2 separate regions of the Sus scrofa genome follow, and region 1 is linked to region 2. Evidence: chromatin contacts called from public HiChIP or PLAC-seq data. All regions are on one chromosome and are shown on one strand. The core of a region is the stretch at or near the end of the contact, and the rest is flanking DNA. Distances in the headings are between cores, read along the strand shown.

The links. HiChIP or PLAC-seq counts read pairs in DNA pulled down with a chosen protein or histone mark.
Region 1: a contact with region 2 is called in an H3K27ac HiChIP or PLAC-seq map of skeletal muscle, with 6 times the contacts expected there. The contact joins the promoter of TAF8 here to the promoter of CCND3 in region 2. A contact is called at or near these places in 1 of 5 promoter capture datasets (fetal liver), 30 of 47 Hi-C or Micro-C datasets (adipose tissue, alveolar macrophages, blood and 15 more) and 2 of 2 datasets of contacts at active chromatin or transcription factors (alveolar macrophages and skeletal muscle).

Annotation. Positions count from the first base shown.
Region 1 is chr7:37,180,437-37,184,352 of Sscrofa11.1, forward strand. TAF8 (transcription initiation factor TFIID subunit 8) reads left to right here and starts at 2,003. Exons shown (of 9, transcript XR_002345722.1): 1 at 2,003-2,167; 2 at 2,950-3,106. It also overlaps a transcript of CCND3 not described here.
Region 2 is chr7:37,093,489-37,097,171 of Sscrofa11.1, forward strand. CCND3 (cyclin D3) reads right to left here and starts at 1,324. Exons shown (of 5, transcript NM_001078678.1): 1 at 1,127-1,324; 2 at 31-246. The coding sequence starts at 1,324.

The DNA of each region.
Region 1 (3,916 bases), core at 753-3,252, 88 kb after region 2:
AGTCATCATTCAGAAGCCAACTCAAATGTCCTCTTCTCTCTGAAGCCTTCCCAGCCACCCCAACCTGGCACCTTATCTCTGGTGTTCTATGACCCAGGCTAGATCACTGTGGACAAATAACATCACTGCACCCTCAGCGCCCACACACCATCCCAGACACATACTAGGCGCTCAATGTGTGCAAATGAATACCGTAATGCTTTCTGAATAATAGCAACCAATTTCCTCAGTTAATCCTCTTGTTGACACATTAAAAGACACAGAAGAGGCTAAAGCCGTCACTTGTGTAACCCGCAGACACCAAAGGGACCCCCACTGAGAGGCTCCTCCTTCCAGTCCTCTGGCCTCCTCCCTCAGCCCTGGCTGGCAGGAGGACCCCCAAGGCTCGCTGCCCACACTGGGTCTGCCCCCCTACTGCCTCCCACCCCATCTCTGAATTATGAAGAAGGACGACAGACAGCCCAGTGAAGTCACTAGGCTTCCAGATCAGTTTGAAGAGGGCCTGTGTGGACACAGAGAAAGTTCAGAGCTTTGGGGGAGCTCTCTGCCTTTCAGCCTCTGCAACTCAGAGAGAAAGTGAACCGAGCTTTGAGAGACATCGAGGAGGCTGATCAGGTCGCCACCTCCGACTCCCCGCCCAGGTGTCCCGCCTCAGCTCGAAGGCCCCAGCGAAGCGGGGAGATGCTGACACCCATCTATCTTGGCTTCTCCAGCCTTCAAGCCTACCTCCTCGGCAGGTGAGCCCCCCGGAGCACTGGCCGTGGCCGCAGACACTCTCCCGCCGCCGCCTCTGGTTTCTGTCTTTGGCGAGGTGGGGGGTCGCCACCTCCAGCCGCGGGGAGGGGCGTGCACCCCTCCCCCAGACGCCCAAACAGAACCAGTCTCCACCGCCGCAGGCGCGGCGTGTTTACAAAGTCGGCGCCGCGCCGCCAATCCCGAGTTTAAAGCTGGGCAGGAAGTGGGGAAGGGGGGGCGGAGGAGACAAAGGGGCTGGGTGCTCTGCTCAACTCAGGTTTGGGGCCCGATTTCTCCGGGTGGCTCACCCCGCGCAGCGACCCCGACCGTCAGACCTGCCCCCTGTGCCCCAGGTGAGGGGACCGGGCGCCCCCCACGCTCAGGTGCGCGCGGCGGGGCAGGCGTGGCGCAGGTTTCCCCGACTTCTGCATGTGAGCGTTTTCTGCTCATCCACTCGCCACGCAAGAAATAAATAACATTAGGCGCTGCTTCTTGACCTCTTACTCTCAGTCTGCACAGTGATAAACTCTGTGTATATTAGCTTATTCCCTCCCCCGCGGCTACCCATCCCACCCTAATTTCACGAAAGAGGAAACTGAGGCAAAGTGAGGTTAGGTAATTTGCCCGAAGTCCCACAGCTGGCGAGTGCTGAGATTCAAACCCAGCCTCTGCGAGCTGCCGGGCACCCGCAAACGGAGACAGACGAGGCGCGGTGCATGAAGGACCCCCATCCAGAGGGGCTGACCCGCGAGTGAACCGCAGAAAACCACAGGCACTACGTAGACTCCACGGCCTGGGAGTGAGGCAGGCACCGGACAGCCTCCTACCGCCGACGCCTCCCGGCTCGCCCCAAAAATACCTGAGGGTTAATTGAGGGCGAGAAGGCAGCCGGATGCAGTGGCACACCTGGATTACGTGACTGCTGGCTCTCGTTCCAAGTGGGCCATTGGCTGGCTCTGGGTCCGTCAGCACAAAACAAAGCTTCCCCAAATATCCAGGCTCAGGAGACTCACTTGGAGAACTTAAGAATACAGATGCCCAAGACCCCTCCTCCAGAGAGTAAAGTCACGGGGATCCGCCGGACCTAGCCAGGTGTGGCTAACAATCAGGCAAGTTTGGAGCGTTCCAGGGATGTGCTTTTTATGAAAAACGATTTCGTTTTTAAATAGGTGTGAAACCGAGGGCTCATTTTCCTAGCCACTTCCGGGGCTCGCTGAACCCACCGTTCACAGGTCACGTGAACCGGGATAACCAGACTCACCCCCGACCCGGCTGGGCCCCACAAAGCCCAACGGGGCGCGCGGCCCCGCCCCCTCGCGGTTCCTCCCCGCCGGGTGACTACAAGTCCCATCCTGCCGTGCGCTCGCGCACATTACGCCAGAGCAAGATGGCCGACGCGGCGGCCACTGCCGGGGCCGGGGCCTCCGGAACGGTAAGGGCGGGAGGCGCGGGGCGGAAGCCCAGAGAGCCTGGGGATTCTGTAATGTCCCCCTAGCCTTGGCAACATGTTCACACCCAGAAATAGGGCCCCACCACATGCTCTGAGTGGAGGAAGGTCTTTCAGGCCGTATATGCCCCCCTCCTCCTCCTCGAGACTTGGCGGCGGCCTCGGGAGTTGGTGGACCTGTGTACTGATTGGCTCATTCTCTGTTGGGGGTTGGGAACCCGGAACACCTCCTGATTGGTCCAGTGGGGCTCTTTTCGCCTTCTTATTGGCCCGCCAAAGTTGGGAGGGATTCCTGTTTCAAAATATTTAGCTTTTTAATTTGTCGATGTTCTTATCATTTGCCCTCCTCTACTCAGCAGCATGTGTTGTTTGTTGTTTTAATTTTCCTCGTTAATGGTGTGGAGATGGGAGGGACAAAAGAGAGATTACTTTTTTTCTAGGAGATGGACCAATGAATTCAATTCTATCCTGCATGTTTCTTCAGCTATATATTCAGATAATCCAAAATAGAAAGTAGGAAACGGCCATTTTGTACTATTGTAATTGATAAGTTTTACCTAGGCAGAAAGGCTGTTTTCGAATTTAGAGCCACTTGGGTGCTCAGTTATTTGGCGAAGAGCTGTAAGTCTAAACATCAGGAGCTACCACACTGATACATAAAGATTTAGCAAAAGAACCTTTGTTTGCCATTGACAATATGTGAACTACATGACTGCATCCTCGTCCTGAGGATGAAAGTATTCTCTTTCTGGGCTGCTGATTTACAGAGATCAGGAAGTAAACAGTCCACTAACCCTGCTGATAACTACCATCTGGCCCGGAGGCGAACTCTGCAAGTGGTTGTGAGCTCCCTGTTAACAGAGGCAGGGTTTGAGAGCGCTGAGAAAGCATCTGTGGAAACACTGACAGAGATGCTGCAGAGCTGTAAGTACCAGGAAACAAGGGGCCTTCTGAGTCAACCAAACATCTGTGCTCTGTCTTGAGAGAGTATTAGGATTTAAGAAAAAGAAGAACCTAGTGGAGTTCCCCTTGTGACGCAGTGGTTAACGAATCTGACTAGGAACCATGACGTTTCGGGTTCGATCCCTGGCCTTGCTCAGTGGGTTAAGGATCCGGCGTTGCTGTGAGCTGTGGTGTAGGTCGCAGACGCGGCTTGGATCCCGTGTTGCTGTGGCTCTGGTGTAGGCCGGTGGCTACAGCTCTGATTAGACCCCTAGCCTGGGAACCTCCATATGCCACAGGAACAGCCCTAGAAAAGGCAAAAAGACAAAAACAAAAAGAAGAACCTAGCAAAGTGATCTATAGGCTCTAGAATCTTTAGACCTCGGTGTAAGTCATCACTCTGCCACTTAATAGCTTGGGTAAGCCATCAACCATAAACCTCCTGAACCTCAATATCCTCATTTATGCAGTGGGATAATTTGCACCTCACAGAGTTGTGAATATGAATGAGATGTATACGTAAAACGGTCAAAGCTGGGAACATTGTCAGCTCTTGATGACCTGTAGGTGCTGCTATTACACTGTTCCCTCTGCTCAAAGAACTCACAATTTTGTTGAAGAATCAGGATTAATTCCCGTGAGATAGATGCCATACAGTATAAAATCAAATGCTATGTGATAACAAATGGTGAAGGTGAGTAAGTTTTATAAAATGGGAAGAGAACACTTTTTTTTATTAGTGATTTTTATTTTTTCCATTATAGTTGGTATACAGTGTTCTGTCGATTTCTA
Region 2 (3,683 bases), core at 74-2,573:
GTTGGGGGGCGGGGGGAGTTGTGCACGCACCCGCAGCTGGCGGGGAGAGACAGAGTGGTCCGTGTAGATGCACAGTTTTTCGATGGTCAGGGGCGTAGTCTCGCGCAGCTTGGAGGCCAGCAGCATGCAGACCGCACCCAGGAGCTGCAACTGCGCCTTGCGGGTGGGGACGCAGGACAGGTAGCGATCCAGGTAGTTCATGGCCAGGGGGAAGACTTCCTCCTCACAGCGCTGCTCCTCACACACCTGGGGGAGGGCGCACGGTCATTTCTGGGACAGAGGCAGAGGAGACGCAGCAGCACTAAAGGTTGGGGGGGGGGGCTGAAAGGGATTGGGACGGGGAGCAAGAAATGGCAGGGGGTAGGTGTCCTTACAGTGACAGGGACTAAAACGCAGGATGCGCCTTCCCCAAGGTGACGCCCCCCCCACTTCCTCGACGTTGCCTCCACCCCCACACCCGGGGCTGGGGAGAGGGGGGCTGTAAGCCAGAGGCTCCCTTAAGGATTCCAAACTGAGTCTGCCCTCCCCCATACCGAGGGCGATGGGGGACGGACGAGTCACCCACTGTAGCCAGAGAACTGGGACCTTACCCCCATTACCGCCACCCACTGCACACACCCAAAGGGAAGGGAGGAGACTCCAGCCGCGGCCTCCCGCACTTTTCATTTCCCTGACGGCCGGAACAGCGCGCGCCACCCCCACCGCCTTCCCCGCCAGAACCCCGCGACACACACAGGAACCGGCTCTGCGGCGGGGGCGGCTGAGCCCAAGGTTTTCCAGCCGCGCTCTCCAGAGAGGGCCGGGCAGGGGAGCAAGGCAGGAGACGCTGGGAGAAGCCGGAGGGGAGAGGGTGGCCCTTGTCCCGCTTTCCCGGCCCAAGAGAGGGTTAGTTAGGGTGCCAAACGACTGGCAGTCAAAGCCAGGGTTGGAGAAGAGAAAGAAAGGACCACCTGGGAGGCAGCCGGCTAGGGTGCGCGAGCGCAAGGCCAGGCCCCGGGGATGTGCGCCACAGAAACATCTTGATGATTGTTGTTGGGACCAGGATGTCCCGACAGGGCGGCCCCGGGATGTCCGGAGCTGGGGGACGCAAGGGTGGCGGGGGAGGGGAGACCAGTCCGGGCGGTACCTCCAGCATCCAGTACGCCAGCATCTTCCGCATGTGCGGCTTGATCTCCCTCTGCACACATTGGAAGTAGGAGGCGCGGGGCACATAGCGCTCCTCCAGGCGGAGCAGGCTCTGCAGGACCCGCTGGTCCCCCAGCAGCCGCGGGTCCGGCCCGGCCCGGGGCGCGTGCCGGGTGCCCTCGCAGCACAGCAGCTCCATACTCGGGCAGCGCACGGGCAGGGCGGGAGTGCGGGCTGGCGAGCCAGAACGCAAGGCGGCGGGCCGGAGAGCGCGGGGCGCGGGACTGGTGCTGGCGCTGGCACTCCGCGTTGGAGCCTCAGCCCGCCCCCGCCGCCGCGCGCCGCTTCCCTGACAGGCGCCCCGCCCCTCGCGACCGAGTAGCAACCGTGGAATGCTCGGACGTCGCGACGTCCCAAGGGGCGGGGCCTCCGGCGCCCAGACGGAAAGGGCGGGCGGGCGCTCCCCCCCACCCCGCCCCCGGGCGGCCGTATTGGTCCGCCGGGCGCGGGCCGGCCGGCTTCCGGGCGCTCCGAGCCTTCTGACCACCCGGTGCAGAGAGGTACTTTGGAGGTGGGGCTCTTCCCCACCTACAAGCCCTCCCGTTTGGCTGCTCAGACTCCAGTTGCCCAGGAAGAACTTTTCTCCAAAGGTTATTCATTCATTCAGTCAGTCATCAAACCCGACTTCACCCGCTGCTTGCTTTAGGGAATATGAATAATAATAAAGTAGCTAGTTCTTAAAAAAATAAAAAAAAGCTAGTTCTAGGTGAAGACTGTTGTAAGCACTTTTGATTCTTCATGAAAAAAGCTATGAATTAGGTCTTGTATTGGTTTTGAAATTGAGGAAACCGAAACACGGTAAATACAGTCTTAGTCTGAGCTATAGGATTGGGAAGCTGACAGTCTGACTCCAGAACCTGTGCTCTGCACCATTCCCTGCAGGATCAAAATCTGCATTTCAACAAGATCCCTGGTGATTCCTGTGCATATTAAAGTGCTAGAAGAGCTAGTCTAAATCCGCACATTTCAGAAATACAACGGGGCGGAAAGACCGTGGATTCAAGGCCTCACCTCTTCAAGTTGGCTGTGTGGCCTTGGAAAAACCCTGAAGTCCGCCTTAGTTTCTGTCTGAGGAAAACATGGGTGGGGAAACTAGATCCTTTTTGGAAGAGTTTCTTTAATTTTTGTTTTTCTTTTTATTTTTTAGGACCGCACCCAGAGCACATGGAGGTTCCCAGGCTAGGGGTCGAATCGGAGCTACAGCTGTCGGCCTACGCCAGAGCCACAGCAACACCAGATCCAAGCCTCATCTTCGACCTACACCACAGCTCACAGCAACGCCAGGTCCTTAACCCACTGATTGAGGCCAGGGATCGAACCCAAAACCTCATGGTTCCTAATCAGATTGGTTTCCACTGCACCACCACAGGAACTCCTCTGGTAATGCTCTAAATAGGAGGAGGCCATGGGGATCCCTGCCTCTCCTGGGGTCCTCCAAGTAGAGGAAACCCTAAGGAAGAGAGTTACCAGAGAGATGAGAGCCTATAGAAGAGGCAAGCTCTATGTTAAGGATTTTCTCTATCAGTTCTTTTTAAGATAATAAAGCTTTCCTCATTTACATATCATGGAAATAGTCATCAGCAATGTAGAAAACACAGATAAGCCACACAAAAAAAGAAATAATAATTGGAGTTCCCGTTTTGGCTCAGAGGGTTACAAACCCTAATAATTATCCATGAGGATACAGTTTTGATCCTTGGCCTCACTCGGTGGGTTAAGGATCTGGTGTGGCTGTGGCTATGGTGTAACCTGTCAGCTGTAGCTCTGATTCAACTGCCAGCCCAGGAACTTCCATATGCCGCAGGTGTGGCCATAAAAAGCAAAAAAGGAAAACAAAAAAGGATAATAATAATTACGTGCACTTTCGCCATCCAGATAACCTTTTAAATGTCAATGTTTATTTTTCTAAAACTGAGCTATAGATATATTTTTAAATGAGATCATTGCAAACTTTTGTAAGCTCTTTTTTTCACTAACAGATATACTCACAGCACTTTTGCCATGTCACTAAATATTCACATTATTTTTAATGACTACATAGTATGCCATTGGGTGAATGTGTCGTATTCTATTTTACCAAATCTATATTGTTGGAAATTTAGGTTGTTTCTAGTTCTTCCCTATTAGAAACAATACTGTAAAATATTTTTGTGGCAGTATCTTTGTGCACACTCATGACTATATTTCTAGAAGTGAATTAATTTCCAGAAATGGAATTTCTCAATCAGAGGTTATGAAACATTCTAAGGCTTTTGATACAGTTCTTATTACCAAATTTCCCTGCTGAAAGGTTGAACCAATCTAATGAACAAACATTAGATATCTACTTAAAAAAAAAAATCTACCAACTGGTGAGATGAAAAGTGGTTTATTAGTAATGTGCATAAAATTTTTAAATCAAGAGCTCTCGTGTCGGAGTGAATGTGTGCTGTGTACCTGGTCTGATCTTGTTTAGACCTTTACTCCTGTTTTCAAAAATATAAACAAGAAGTTTCTTT